Linked DNA regions of Hordeum vulgare: region 2 is linked to region 1. A link is a contact called in public Hi-C data. All regions are on one chromosome and are shown on one strand. Each heading gives the region's core, a stretch centred on a gene start, on an enhancer-like site or on the middle of the called end of the contact. The rest is flanking DNA. Distances are from core to core; before and after follow the strand shown. Region 1 holds the start of LOC123426908 (ATP-dependent RNA helicase SUV3L, mitochondrial). Region 2 holds the start of LOC123426916 (ATPase GET3B-like).

Region 1 (6,380 bases), core at 2,338-4,837:
TAACCAAAACAGAATATCACTATGTTAAATGCCCTTAATTTAACAGATACACCATACACTGGAGATGAATATTTTCTGGTGGTGAACAGCTTCTTGCCAGATGATAATATCGCATCTGGCAACTTTCTACAGATTCACTGACGTAATCTGCATATTTAGCGTGAGAGCAACTTGAGGTTCGGCAACATGTACACAGACATGAGATTTTCAGTTTGAACATAAATGCTGCAGCTGTTTTCAGGTAGGTACTCACAGACTTAACATAAGACACAATTACCATTACCATTCCCAACTAAGTCCAGAAAACACATTAGGTTATAGGTTCATGAAAATCTACACCTTATTTGTTCTGGCAATTTTGTAATGATAGTGATTTGCGTATTTCTTCTGGTGTTTTGAAGTTTGATGATTCTACAGGTCCACACAAATCCTTCTATAATAACAGTCCTTCCTCAAAAAGGCACATTTTACCAAAATGAACTCCTGATTACTGGTAACATAATTCTGGCAAACTCATGTATTTGAAGAAATAAATACTTTTCTTTTTGCCAAGATGCCCAAATCAACTCCAAATGAAAGGATCATAAAATGTTCAAGAAATACATGCTCCAAGCAAATCACAAAGCTAACCAGAATAATATCCAGCTAAAGAGGATATCAGGATCAGGATGAAGTGATATGACAGCTGACAAGAAAGATGGCTAAGAAACAACCCGGAATTTACATGTCCGGAACTTCAGGCAATATTTGATAGTTTACTACTCCCTCCGTCCTGAAATAAGTGACTCAACTTTGTACTAACTCTAGTACAAAGTTAGTACAAAGTTGAGTCACTTATTTTGGGACAGAGGGAGTATTAAGATAATATATATAAATCAGGAACAATTTAACATTTGAAGCAATATAAATTCAACTTAAAACTATTATCTCAAATCCATTTTGAAGAGATTGATTTTGCCAACTGGAAGTTAAGTTTACGATCACTTGAATTATTATAATTTGGCATTGGGATTGTAGTTACTTTAACAATAAAGAACGGGAATACCTAGAGTTCACAAACTCACTTGCCAGCGGTCGTATGGAATTAAAGCATAGTGTTCTCTCATGTTTCTTCTGACCCAAAGTGAAGCCAAATAAATTCCATAGTATAACTTAACTGCATTAGGTGGGATGGAATTCTTCATTATTAGTCTCTAGTTATCAGAAAGATAAGTATTTTTATACAAGAAAAGCAAATATGACATCTACTACATGACAATAAGAAAGAAAAAATCTCCACAAACAATCACCATATGTGTGAAAAGATGCGGCCTAGAGCTATATTACCTTGGAAATGTTTTAGGAAGCGGCCTCGTCCTTTCATAACCAACTTTGGAAACATTCTTTGCATCGTCATCTGACACCTGTTCAGCATTGCTGTCACTCTCCTCTTTTTCTTCTCGCCTCTGCTTTGTTTGTTGTCTTGATTCAGGCTTCCACGATGCCTTGGCAAGTGACTTGCCAAGCAAATCAGCAATGTTCGTTGCCATTTCCTCAGCTTTCTGCACATGAGGAAAGTTATCTTCTTCAAAATGGTGTGACAGCCACAAATACATCGACAGGACCTGGTGCTTCGTCTCGAGATCCAGCAGTTCAGTGTCATTCCTTGCCGAACCCTTTGGCATTCCCATGGCAATGCTAACACGACGGATCTGGCTGTAATGAGTAGCAAATCTCAGAAGATGGTACATGGCTTTCGGATCCCTTATATTAACTGGTGCGAAACAAAAATTGTAGCGATCCTTGAGGGAGAGACCCTGGACCCTCTCGAGCATATTAGCAACCTTCTTGATACCATCCTGCTGGCACATGAAGTATGTCTTGTCGATGCGGCAATTGTCACGGAACTTATCCAACAAGTCAGTGAAAGTGAGATTGGGGAACTGACTGGCAAACATTTCCACTTGTTCGAAGCAAGGAAAAAGACCAATTTTTTGTGCCTCCTCAAACGGCTGTTGCAGGCACTGAATTAAATAATCCAAATCATCCAACAAGAAAGTGGTTGTGAGTCCATCTGGATAAACACTTCCCCTCCGACCAGCACGCCCAGCTATCTGTTTTACCTGTGAAGCAGCAACAGGTACCATCCTGTCCCCGTTGTACTTGGACAGGCTATAGAACACAACCCTCCTAATGTTAAGGTTCAGACCCATACCGACCGCATCACTCGCTACAAGCACATCATACTCATTATCCTGTTCGTTGAACAATTTTGCTTGCTGGCGCCTTGTCTCCGGTGGCAAGGCTCCATATATGACGCAACACTTGTGCTTCGTAAACTTCTCAATTGCCAGCTTCACCTCAAATATCTCTCTGCGTGAGAAGGCAACAATGCAATCACCAGAGCGAACATTCTTGAGGTCTCCAAGTAGCGACTTCGCCTCGACAACAAGTGGCTTGAACCGCTCATACTGATGCACCTCCAAATCATCTCCAGTATCTGCACATATCTTACGAACAATCTTGAGCACACTAGGGTCACCACAGAGATGTATCTCATCTGCCTTGATCCCAAGAACAGCACGTGTCCATGCATAGCCCCTGACAGAGTCACCCATCATCTGTATCTCATCAACCACGGCGACTTCGTAGAGCTCCTCCGTGGACAGCATCTCAATAGTGCAAGCAACATGGTTGGAGAAGGGAACTTCCTTTACTTCCTGGCCAGTGCGGAGGGTGCAGTAGACACCGAGTGCATTGACCTTGTCGAACACTTCCATGGCAAGGAGCCGGAGCGGGCTGCAGTACACACCGGACTTGGCGGCGCTGAAGCGTGCGAGTGCGTTGTGCGTCTTGCCGCTGTTGGTGGGCCCGCAATGGTACACCACCCGCCGGCGCATGGCGCGGGCGAACGGGTACCAGGTGTGCGGCGCCGTGAGGTCGGCCGCAGCCATGACGGACTTGTTCTGCCTCAGCTTATCCGCATGATAGTTGAGACAGTACTCGGCGAAGGCTGGGAGGAGGAGGGCGTGCGCGTCCTCGCCCGGGAGAGAAAGGAGCCGCTCGGCGGATTCTTGGGAGAGGCGCTCAGGCATGAAGTGGCGGAAGTGCCGAGCGTACGTGGGAAACTCTGAGGAGGGGATGTAGAGCGCGAGGACCTGGTCGGCAATGGCGGGATCCTTGGCGAAGCGGCGGGTGAGGGCCACCACGTCGTCCCACGTGGCCTTCGGGAGGCGCGACGAGCCCGTCGCAGGCTCGGCGGTGGAGAGCTCGCGCCATAGCTGCTTCGGGTCAAGCGGAGGCAGCTTCCGATCAGGGTCCGCGGTTGCGTCGGACGAGAGGAAGCGATTTTGGGATGGGAGCCATGGAGATGGAGGTTGGGGGGCAGGGCGGTGGAGGTGGGAGAACGTGGGCAGGAGAAGGCGGCGGTACGGCGACGAGGTGGTGCGGCGGATAAGCGAGGCAGCGATGGCGGCGGCCATGGGTCGGTTTGGGTTACGAGACGGCGGCGGCCGGCGGCATGGGGTGGAAGAAGGGAAGAGGGGGAGGCGGCGCGCGATAGGCGGGCGGCCCTGGTCGGGATCGTGGGCCAAAGTGGGCTCGGAGCGGACGGCGGGGAGATAGGTGGGCTTCAAACGAACCACGTCGCGGGGCAACGACTGCGTGGAGAATGTGATGATTGATTTACCCTAAAATAGCTTGCTCAAAGAAAGCATCTACCGGTCTACCCTAAAAAACGAATCAACTGATTATCGCAAGGCATCTATTTTTTTTAAAGTAAGTCATGACATCTAAAAGTAAAACTATTTTGGGTACCAAAAATGAAAATGTTGTAAAGACGCAAAATGTCATTTTTATTCATAGTTTCTATAGAGCAACTTCAACGGACCGATCCAAACGGATGACGCTTTTGTCCGTTTTTTGTTCGTTTGGATCGGCCGCCTACCCGGCGTCCGTCCTATTTTAGATTTGGATCGTCGGTGCGTCCAACACACCGACTCATTTCATGTCCGCATACAATTTTTTAAAAAGGGCCGCGGTCATAGATCATGACAGCGGCCATGTCTCATGCCCGCACCATACGAGCGTCGACATACAATGATGGCTTCAAAAAACATCATCACACTGTTCATCCTGGCGCACTCGCCAGCGGCCGGCACACATGCCAGCACACAAAAAAAGAGTGGGACTTGAGTTCGACCACGCCATCGCGGCCCCGTGGTCATGCGAGCACACCTGCTGGCATACAAAAAAAGATGGCGCTCACCGCCATAGATCCCTCGTTGTCGAACTTGAGCATGTCGGCATGCATCTTCTTGAACCACGGCCTTTTCCTTGGTGACACGGTGTTGAGATCCACCTTCATGATCTCCATCCTGGTCATCATGCTCGCGAGAACCACTTTTTTTGCCTTGGTCTTGGCGTTGGCGACCTTGATCTCTAGCGTCTTGGCTTGTTTCTCCGCCTCCATCTCAAGCATCTTGGTTTGCTTCTCCGCGTCCATCTCAAGCCTCCTCCTTTGGATCTCCATGAAGGCGTTCATTTGCTCTTCTTTGTAACGTCGGCGCTCCTCCTCCCTTGAGTCGTTCTTGCTCTTCATGCCCTCCACACTTGCGATCAAGGCGTTCGACACCGCATCCCGCTTGTCCTCCTTCTTGGAGTTGGTCTTCCCCCGCGGCCATGCCTTCTCGCCGTCCCCAACCTCCTCCGTGGCTTGCTTCCCCCCACGCGACTTGAGGGAGGCATATTGCGCCTTGAACTTATCCTCATCTTTGATGACCCTAAAGCAATGGGAGAGGTTGAAGCACTTGCCATTGTGTTGGACCTTGAATACCTCCAAAGCTTAATGCCTACAAATGTATTTCATGCAAGCATATTGGCAAATGGTATGCAAATGAACACGCAAACATAAACTTGATGACACAAAAGAGGGCGTCTTGCTAGCATACCATGTCTTGCATGTCGATGCCACTCACGGGTCGGTCCTTGACGCTCTCAAGAGTGGCACAAAACTTGTTGCACTCTTGTTGGACCACCCTCCATCGCTTCGAAATGGACACCCACCCGCGCGTGCTTACTATTTGGTACGGCGAAAACTTATTACGATCATGGAACTCACGGTGGACACGAATCCAAAAAGTTGAATGCTTTTTTTCGGCGCCCGTCTTGGGGTCTTGCCCAATGTATCTCCAACACTCACAAAGAAGCTTGTCCTCGGCCGCCGTGTATGCCTTGGTCCGCTTGCTCTTGCGCTTGGGCTTCGCCCAGGCGACTTGGTTGGCGAGCTCATCCTCGAACAAAGGCTCCCCTTCAATGTCGCACTTGTCATCTTCCTCTTGCACGTAGTCCTCCGAAAACTCGTGCTCGAGTGAGAAGTCGTCCAGGTCCATGCCGACCTGATCACACATGAAGGCCGCCTAATCTTGATCAAAGGTGGACGGTGTGAACGCTCCTTGTCCGTCCTGGCTTTGTGTCTCGTCGGGATCGTAGCCAGCGGCCGACGCATCACCCTTGAAGATCAAGTTCTGCATGTAGTCCTCGTCGACGGCGGACGACATTCCGTCGAACAGGTTGCTGATGGGTAACGTAGCAAAAGTTCAAATTTTTCCTACGCCATACATAGATCTTCCTATGGAGAAACCAACAATAAGAGAGGGGTGAGAGCATCTTCGTACCTTTGAAGATAGCTAAGCGGAAGCATTGTTAGAACGCGGTTGATGGAGTCGTACTTGCTGCGATTCAGATTGCGGTGTGATTCCGATCTACTGCCGAACCACGGCACCTCCGTGTTCAACACACGTGCAGCCCGGTGACGTCTCATGCACCTTGAACCAACAAGGAGGAGGGAGGGGTTGGGGAAGAACTCCGGTAGCATGACGGCGTGGTGGCGATGGAGCTACGAGGTCTCCCAGCAGGGCTTCGCCAAGCACCGTGGGAGAGGAGGGAGAGGAGAAGCAGGGCTGCGCCGAGAGAGAGAATTGTGTATCTCCAATGGCCAAAACCTCCACTATATATAGGGGGAAGGGGAGGGGGCGCACCCTTTAGGGTTCCCACCCCTAAAGGGTGCGCAGCGCTAGATGGGAGGGGCTGGCCGTCGGCTAGGGGAGGAGAGGGGATGGCGCACCCCTAGGTGGGCCTTAGGCCCACCAGCGCTAGGGTTCCCCCCTTCCCTCTCTGGTGTGCCTGGGCTGGGTGTGGGGGGGGCGTGCCAACCCACCCAGGGGCTAGTTCCCTCTCACACTTGTCCCATGTAGCCTCCCGGGGCTGGTGGCCCCTCCCGGTGGGCCCCCGGGACCCTTCCGGTGGTCCCGGCACATTGCCGGTGGTGCCCGAAACATTTCCGGCATCCAAAACCATCCATCCCATATATCAATCTTTACCTACGGACCATTCCGGAGCTC
Region 2 (6,380 bases), core at 1,081-3,580, 780 kb after region 1:
GATAATAAATACCTTCAACGGTGGCAACTACTCTTCTATCAAGAAGCCATCCTTTTGCGATGAGTGGTATGATTGCCCTCGTAACAAGATTTTTAAAAAAATTGTTAATTTTTTGGTTACAAAATCTCGAAACCATATCCTTATTTTTTTCAGTTCTATCACCTGGTTGTTCCTCTTGCAGACGATGAGTCGCTCTTTGTTCCTACCGTGGACAAAGAGCCTCTTATCGGTCTGGTTTCGCATGAAGAGAAGTTTTCATCCTTATGACGGACAAAGAGAAGTCTTCATCACGAGCCACTCTTCTTTCCAACGAAAAGAGGATGCCCATGTGTAGTGAACAAACAAACTCTTAGACGACCATCCCCACTACACCGTAGCTCCTCAGGCTGAGCCTTTTCGCCACCAGGCCCGCATCAATGAGAAGACCCCATCGAGAAGAACATCAACTTGAACCATACATTTGTGAAGGACAAATTTTGTCGTTCAATCTATACCGACCGATGCATGCCGACATTGCACCGAAAAAATAGGAGAAAAGATAAAAGTGGTGAAAAAGAAGTGACACACCGAGGCTCGAAAGATCTATAAGAACAACAAAGAAATAAGAAGGATGGTGAGCAAGAAGAAGACCAACAATAACAACGGGGCTTAGAAGATACCTACATGTGTGTGTGTGAGAGAGAGAGGGAGGGAGGGAGGGAGAGAGAGAGAGAGAGGAAAACCAAATAACAAAGTGAAAGAGGACGTGATGTTTTTGCAACCGAGCTCAAATGAGCTCAGGTGAACAGTAAGTTCCAAAACTATTATAAAAATGTTCAAAAAATCTGAATTTTTCTGGGTAAACTTTGACAAATGTTCTAAGTGCTTGTAAAATTACATCATGAGATAGCATTTGTGGAAGTCGTGGCAAAAAAAAATCAAAACTCTGAAAATGCTACTTTCAAAAGCATTTTGAAGCACTAATTTTGTTTTTTTGACAACGACTTCAAAAAATGTGATTTCGTACTGAAATTTTGCAAGCTATTAGAACACATTTCAAAGTTTACTATAAAAAAATCAGAATTTTTTAAAAAAAATTTAAACATGTTTTGAATTAACTGTTCGCCCGAGCTCATTTGAGCTCGGGTGTAGAAGTGCACTTTCTAATGGAAGATGCATATGCAAGATGAAAACTTGACCCAAACCTTAGTTAGCGGCAACAGACCATGCACTACTATAATTTTATCCGCACATATCGAAGGAACGTTGGGTGGTTATGTTGGAGATATATCATCTTTGTGTGTTCCTCGTATTTTATGACACTAAGAGAAAAAACATATTAAGAAAGGAATTTGGATAGCACATAAGCTATGAATTTTCAGCAACTCCCAATCTTAAGGCCAATTCTTTCGACGACGTAACAAAATAAGCCACCTCCTGCCCAACTTTCTCCATAAGCCGTTTGCCTCATTTATCAAGGCTTCTAAATTAATTATGAAATAACTAATTTAGAAGACTCAATAAATTAAGAAAGCATTTTTTTCAAGCCATGAAGAGGCAGCTTATTTTTAAAGCTGCCCAAAAGAATTGTCCCTTAGTGATTGAGAGAGAGAGAGGAGGGAAAAGAGAAGGAAAGTGGATAAAAGAGATATAGAATGTCAATGAAGCTTTAATTGCACATATGCAACTATTTGGGTGCTATTCATCTACTTCCTTCATCTCATAATATAAAAAGTTTTTGATATTATAGTGATATAGATATCACTTATTATTCTTATATTATGAGACAAAAGGAATATTACCTATGGAATACAACATGCATACAAGAATTGAATAATCATAACTATAATATAACATGTAGGCATGAGTGATATAGATATCATCGTTGATCATCTTTATGATATAAATAAAAGACTTATTACAATGATTTCTTTTTACCATCCGTACATATTCGACATATTTTATGACACAAAGAGAAAAAAAATGTCAAGAATTGAATAATCATAACTATAATATAACATGTAGGAATGAGTGATATAGATATCATCGTTGATCATTTTTATGATATAAATAAAACACTTATTACAATGAATTTTTTTTACCATTCGTACATAAGAGAAAAAAAATGTCAAGAATGGGATTTGAACCCATGCCCTTTCGGACCAGTACCTGAAACTGGCGCCTTAGACCAACTCGGCCATCTTGACTTTTTGTAAAATAATTTCAAACTTTCAATCATTTTTTCATGCAGTTGCATAGCTGCAAGCTTTCTTTAGATTTCCAATTCGTTCTTTTTTTTCTGAGAGAAAGACTCCCAATTCGTAAAGACCTGAACCCAGTCCCGGTCCCCTCCCCAGCCCGGCCAACCCAAGAGCCCTATAGCCCAAATGGCAGCTCTCCTGAACCCTACGGCTCGGCGCCTCACCCTCGCTGCCTGCCGCCGCCTCTCTACGCCGCCGGCGGTGGAGCCCCTCGTGGCCCACCGGAGCACCCAAGGTTTGCCCTCCTGTCCAACCTCTCCCCCTCGCCTCTCCCACCTCTCATGTAACAAGAATCAAATGAATGAATATTTACTCGCTGCTAGTTGTAGTTCTTGGTCTGTTTGGTTGCTGTCATGTTATGGATATTAGAGTCTGCATGCCAATCAATTTCTCCTTGTGGGATAAATGTTGCGTTGTGTTGTGCGAGCTTGGACAATGCCTGGAATCTGTATCGTACTGATTTCTGAGCCATGATCGGTTGTGACTTCTCTACTGAATTCTAGATTTGATAGCTTAAAACCAGACTGCTGCTCTGAAGCACAAGGGACACGCTAATAGTGCTATTTCTGAATTTTTTTTACAGCAAGATGCAATTCCAGTCTGGTGGAGGTTAATGGCGGATTCGGTGAGATGGTTGCCGGCACACAGAGGTACTACGTGCTTGGAGGCAAAGGTGGTGTTGGGACAACAAGCATGGCGGCATCGCTTGCTATGAAGTTTGCCAACCGTGGTGAACCGACGCTCATAGTTTCTATGCACCCAGCACACTCACTGGGTGATACATTTGAACAAGTATCTGAACTCTTGTATTGTTATGCAAAATGCTAGTGGGATTATTTCTTTAGCCCCTCTTTTGAATGTCTTGCATTTTCTCTTTGTAGGACCTGAGTGGCGGTAATATCGTACCTGTCAATGGAGTTGACTCTCTTTTTGCTGCCGAGGTAGGAGCAGTTGCACTGGAATGGTTTGCAATATCCCGTTCCATCCTTCAGTTTTATCTGGTCGGTGCGCATATCCACCATTAGGTGTCCAATCATAAAACAAAAACCTTTTATGATCCTGGAGGTAGTGAATGTAAGAAGTCGATGTTTTCCATTTCGTAGTTGAAACTGTGTTCTGCCATGCTTGTACACTTCATGAAGTCATGTAGAGGATCCAATTCTGGTCATGCTTGTTCTTTGATGATGGATGGAACTTGTTTCTTTACAGATTGGCCATGTTAATACAAAAGAGGAATCTTCTAATGGTGGATCTTTTATCCGTAATATACTGGACAAGATAGGGCTTGGAGTTCTTGCTGATCCGGTAAACATTACCTTGGAAATCTTATTTTTTTGCTTCCCCATCTTGCATTTTAGTTGATTTCCAGTGTCACAGTTCATTGAGAAATGAGAACATTTGAGTATGTCAGACTAAAGTTGCATGTAATTTCTGTTAGCCATTTTGAGTCCTTTTATTGGCCATCTCCAATTTCCAGTTGAACAATGGCATTGTCAGTAAAGTTCCTTTTTATTTGCAACTACATTGATGCTTAAATCGTATATGCCATAGGCTACATGTATGTTTGTTCTTGCACTGCCATTTTCTTGATTTGCAACACACCTAGATAATGATGTGTCTTGAGTTTGGACTTTGGACACGAGTTGGTTTCATATGCTTATATACCTTATTATGTAGCACACCTACACCATATTTGCATACCACTGGTCAGTTGGCCGACTATTTCACATGCATTTTTTATTCAACATTGTCTGATCAGACAGAGTACCATAAACTTATTTTTTGTTTGCTATTTCTTCGAGAAGAGGCATGCTTTTGTATTAATATCCTACTAGTTAACATTACTTATACCCATGATGTCTGGCCTTTAAAGCTGGGAAAGAATAAGCTGCATGAAATGCTGATGAAAACTCCTGGACTTGGAGAAGCCGTTGCAATTTCTAAGGTACCAATCAAAGTTTACACTTTGGTGGTGAATTTATTATTCGTTACATAGACTCTTTGTAAAGTTTAGTCATCACCTGAAGCGTATCCTTGCAGCTGGTACAAATTGTTGAACTGCAAGAGAGCAATAAATTTAGGCGCATAGTTTTGGATACCCCGGCCACTGTATGCACACTTCACTTTGCCTTGCCTTGAATCCAAGTTTATTCTATTTCTGCTTCTTTCACTTCTAATTGAGTTATTATACTTATATACTGCACAGGGGCATACACTTAACCTTTTATCTGCTACAACTTTAATGGAAAAGCTCCTTGGTATGGCCAATAAGGTGAGCTTTGCCGCAAGCACTAACCGCTTCTTATAGCTTTATCCTGGTTACATGAACTTCGCTTGATAGAGTATGTGTTTGCGCATGTTTTTTTCTTGAGATATTTATGTAATGGTGATCAAAGTAGTAATTATTAAGGAACAGCGACAGGGAAATACTGTTTTGGTTTGTGGGCTTTCGCTCATATAAGAAAATAATTCCTTGAAAATTTCAAAGGCCTACTTACTGCATGGCATAGGTGCAAAGTTTAGTCCCACATGGAGAGTGGAGGGGAGTTGAGACCAACATATAAGGGACTCTCTCTCACTCCTGCTAATAGATTGAGAAGAAGACCGATACACGCACTCTCCTCCTCTGCCGCTGCCGCCTGCCTCGTCATGCCATGTAACACACGTCCGCGTCGTGTTTCGTCGAGCTGGGCTTAGATGCATGCTAAGTGTCTGTTTTTTAGGTTGCTGGTTAGAGTTCATAATTATTTATTATTAGTTACGAGTCATTAGTAGATGCATTAGTAACAGCCATTTCCGGTTTGTTCGATGGTGGGCTGTTACCGACTCGGATGTGGGTTTATCCCATCATCTTACCCCACCGACTATAAAGAGAGTACTTCGGCAACCCTAACAGTCACCCATCAGAGTGCACCTACCATCTGCCCGCTCGCACCACTTTCACCGTTCCTCTCGCTCATCTTGGCTGAACGGAAGAGCAGGGTTCCGGAAATGCGCCTTCATGAACCTGTATCGGGTGGAGGGTGATAAGTTTTTTGGGGATTGTGTCGTTACGACTGCTCACCTTCGTTTGTCTACTTCCATGACCGAGACTACTTCCACGACTTTGACATTGCCGATCTCGCCATGGCCGACACCAGCATGACTGCCACAGCTTGACTAGATTGTATGTCTTTTCACCTCTTTTCCGTTCATGTGAATGCTATTTATGCGAATTTTATAGCCATGCGAGTTCTATGTTTTGTACGTAACTCGCATGCCTAGTTTACAGTATGATTAATATTGCTAGCACAGTTGTCATGGTATTAATCTGGGTTGGTTTAATTATAAATTTCCTACTTATTCCAACAATCCTAAAACCTTATTTGTTTAGCCAATTTTCAATTACAAGGCTTTGTTGCTGCCCTGAAATCGAACCCGTTTACAGGTGTGCACTTCAAGCTTTGTCAAATGAAAACCATCTTGTGTCTCACTGTTCTGAACGCAGTTTGAACGACCACATTCTTTCCATTGAACCTGTGAGAATTCTTTTGCAGCACACTGGCCATTCCAGCCGGCAAAAATAAAACGCACACTTGACATGGGTCTGAGCTTGGCTCGGCTCGGCTCTCTAGACTAGTCGTGACTAGTCTAGACTCATGGTCGACGAGTCGACGTGAGTAAAGCAGCAGCAACCAGGGGAGGAGCAGACCAGCAGCAGCAGCAACCAGGGGAGGAGCAAACCAGCAGCAGCAGCAACCAGGGGAGGAGGGGAGGAGCAGAACAGCAGCAGCAGCAGCAACCAGGGGAGGAGGGGAGGAGTGGGCGAGCAGCAAACCAGGGGTAGCGGCGGCTGCCAAGGAGAGGATTGGGTCAGGAGGGACTGGTTCGATCTAGGTTTCCAGGGGGGATGTGCAAGCAAATACAGTAAACAAAACATATGACAGGTGGGCCCCCCAAAAATGAGTCGTTCGACCCAGAAACCACGACTAGTCGAGACTAGTCGCTCGACTCATCCCAAGAGTCGAGTCGAGAGGTTGAGTCGACCCTGGAAGTGCGACTCGTAGACTAGTCGAGTCGAGCGACTAAAAAACAGAGATCAGTCCTCTTCTCAAGCTCTTAGGAGGAGTGAGAGACCGAGAGTCCCTTGTATGTTGATAT

What was found. A called contact is a pair of places that touch in the nucleus more often than the background predicts.
Region 2: a Hi-C map of seedling shows a contact between it and region 1, with 9 times the contacts expected there. The contact joins the promoter of LOC123426916 here to the promoter of LOC123426908 in region 1. A contact is called at or near these places in 1 of 6 Hi-C or Micro-C datasets (seedling) and 1 of 1 datasets of contacts at active chromatin or transcription factors (embryo).

The regions. Positions count from the first base shown.
Region 1 is chr2H:510,719,355-510,725,734 of MorexV3_pseudomolecules_assembly, forward strand. It overlaps LOC123426908 (ATP-dependent RNA helicase SUV3L, mitochondrial), which reads right to left and starts at 3,588. Exons shown (of 3, transcript XR_006622331.1): 1 at 1,327-3,588; 2 at 1,046-1,156.
Region 2 is chr2H:511,500,565-511,506,944 of MorexV3_pseudomolecules_assembly, forward strand. LOC123426916 (ATPase GET3B-like) reads left to right here and starts at 2,331. Exons shown (of 11, transcript XM_045110825.1): 1 at 2,331-2,475; 2 at 2,824-3,032; 3 at 3,122-3,181; 4 at 3,450-3,545; 5 at 4,114-4,185; 6 at 4,281-4,349; 7 at 4,447-4,512. The coding sequence starts at 2,367. It overlaps TRNAL-CAG (a tRNA gene), which reads right to left and starts at 2,186; the gene lies at 2,106-2,186.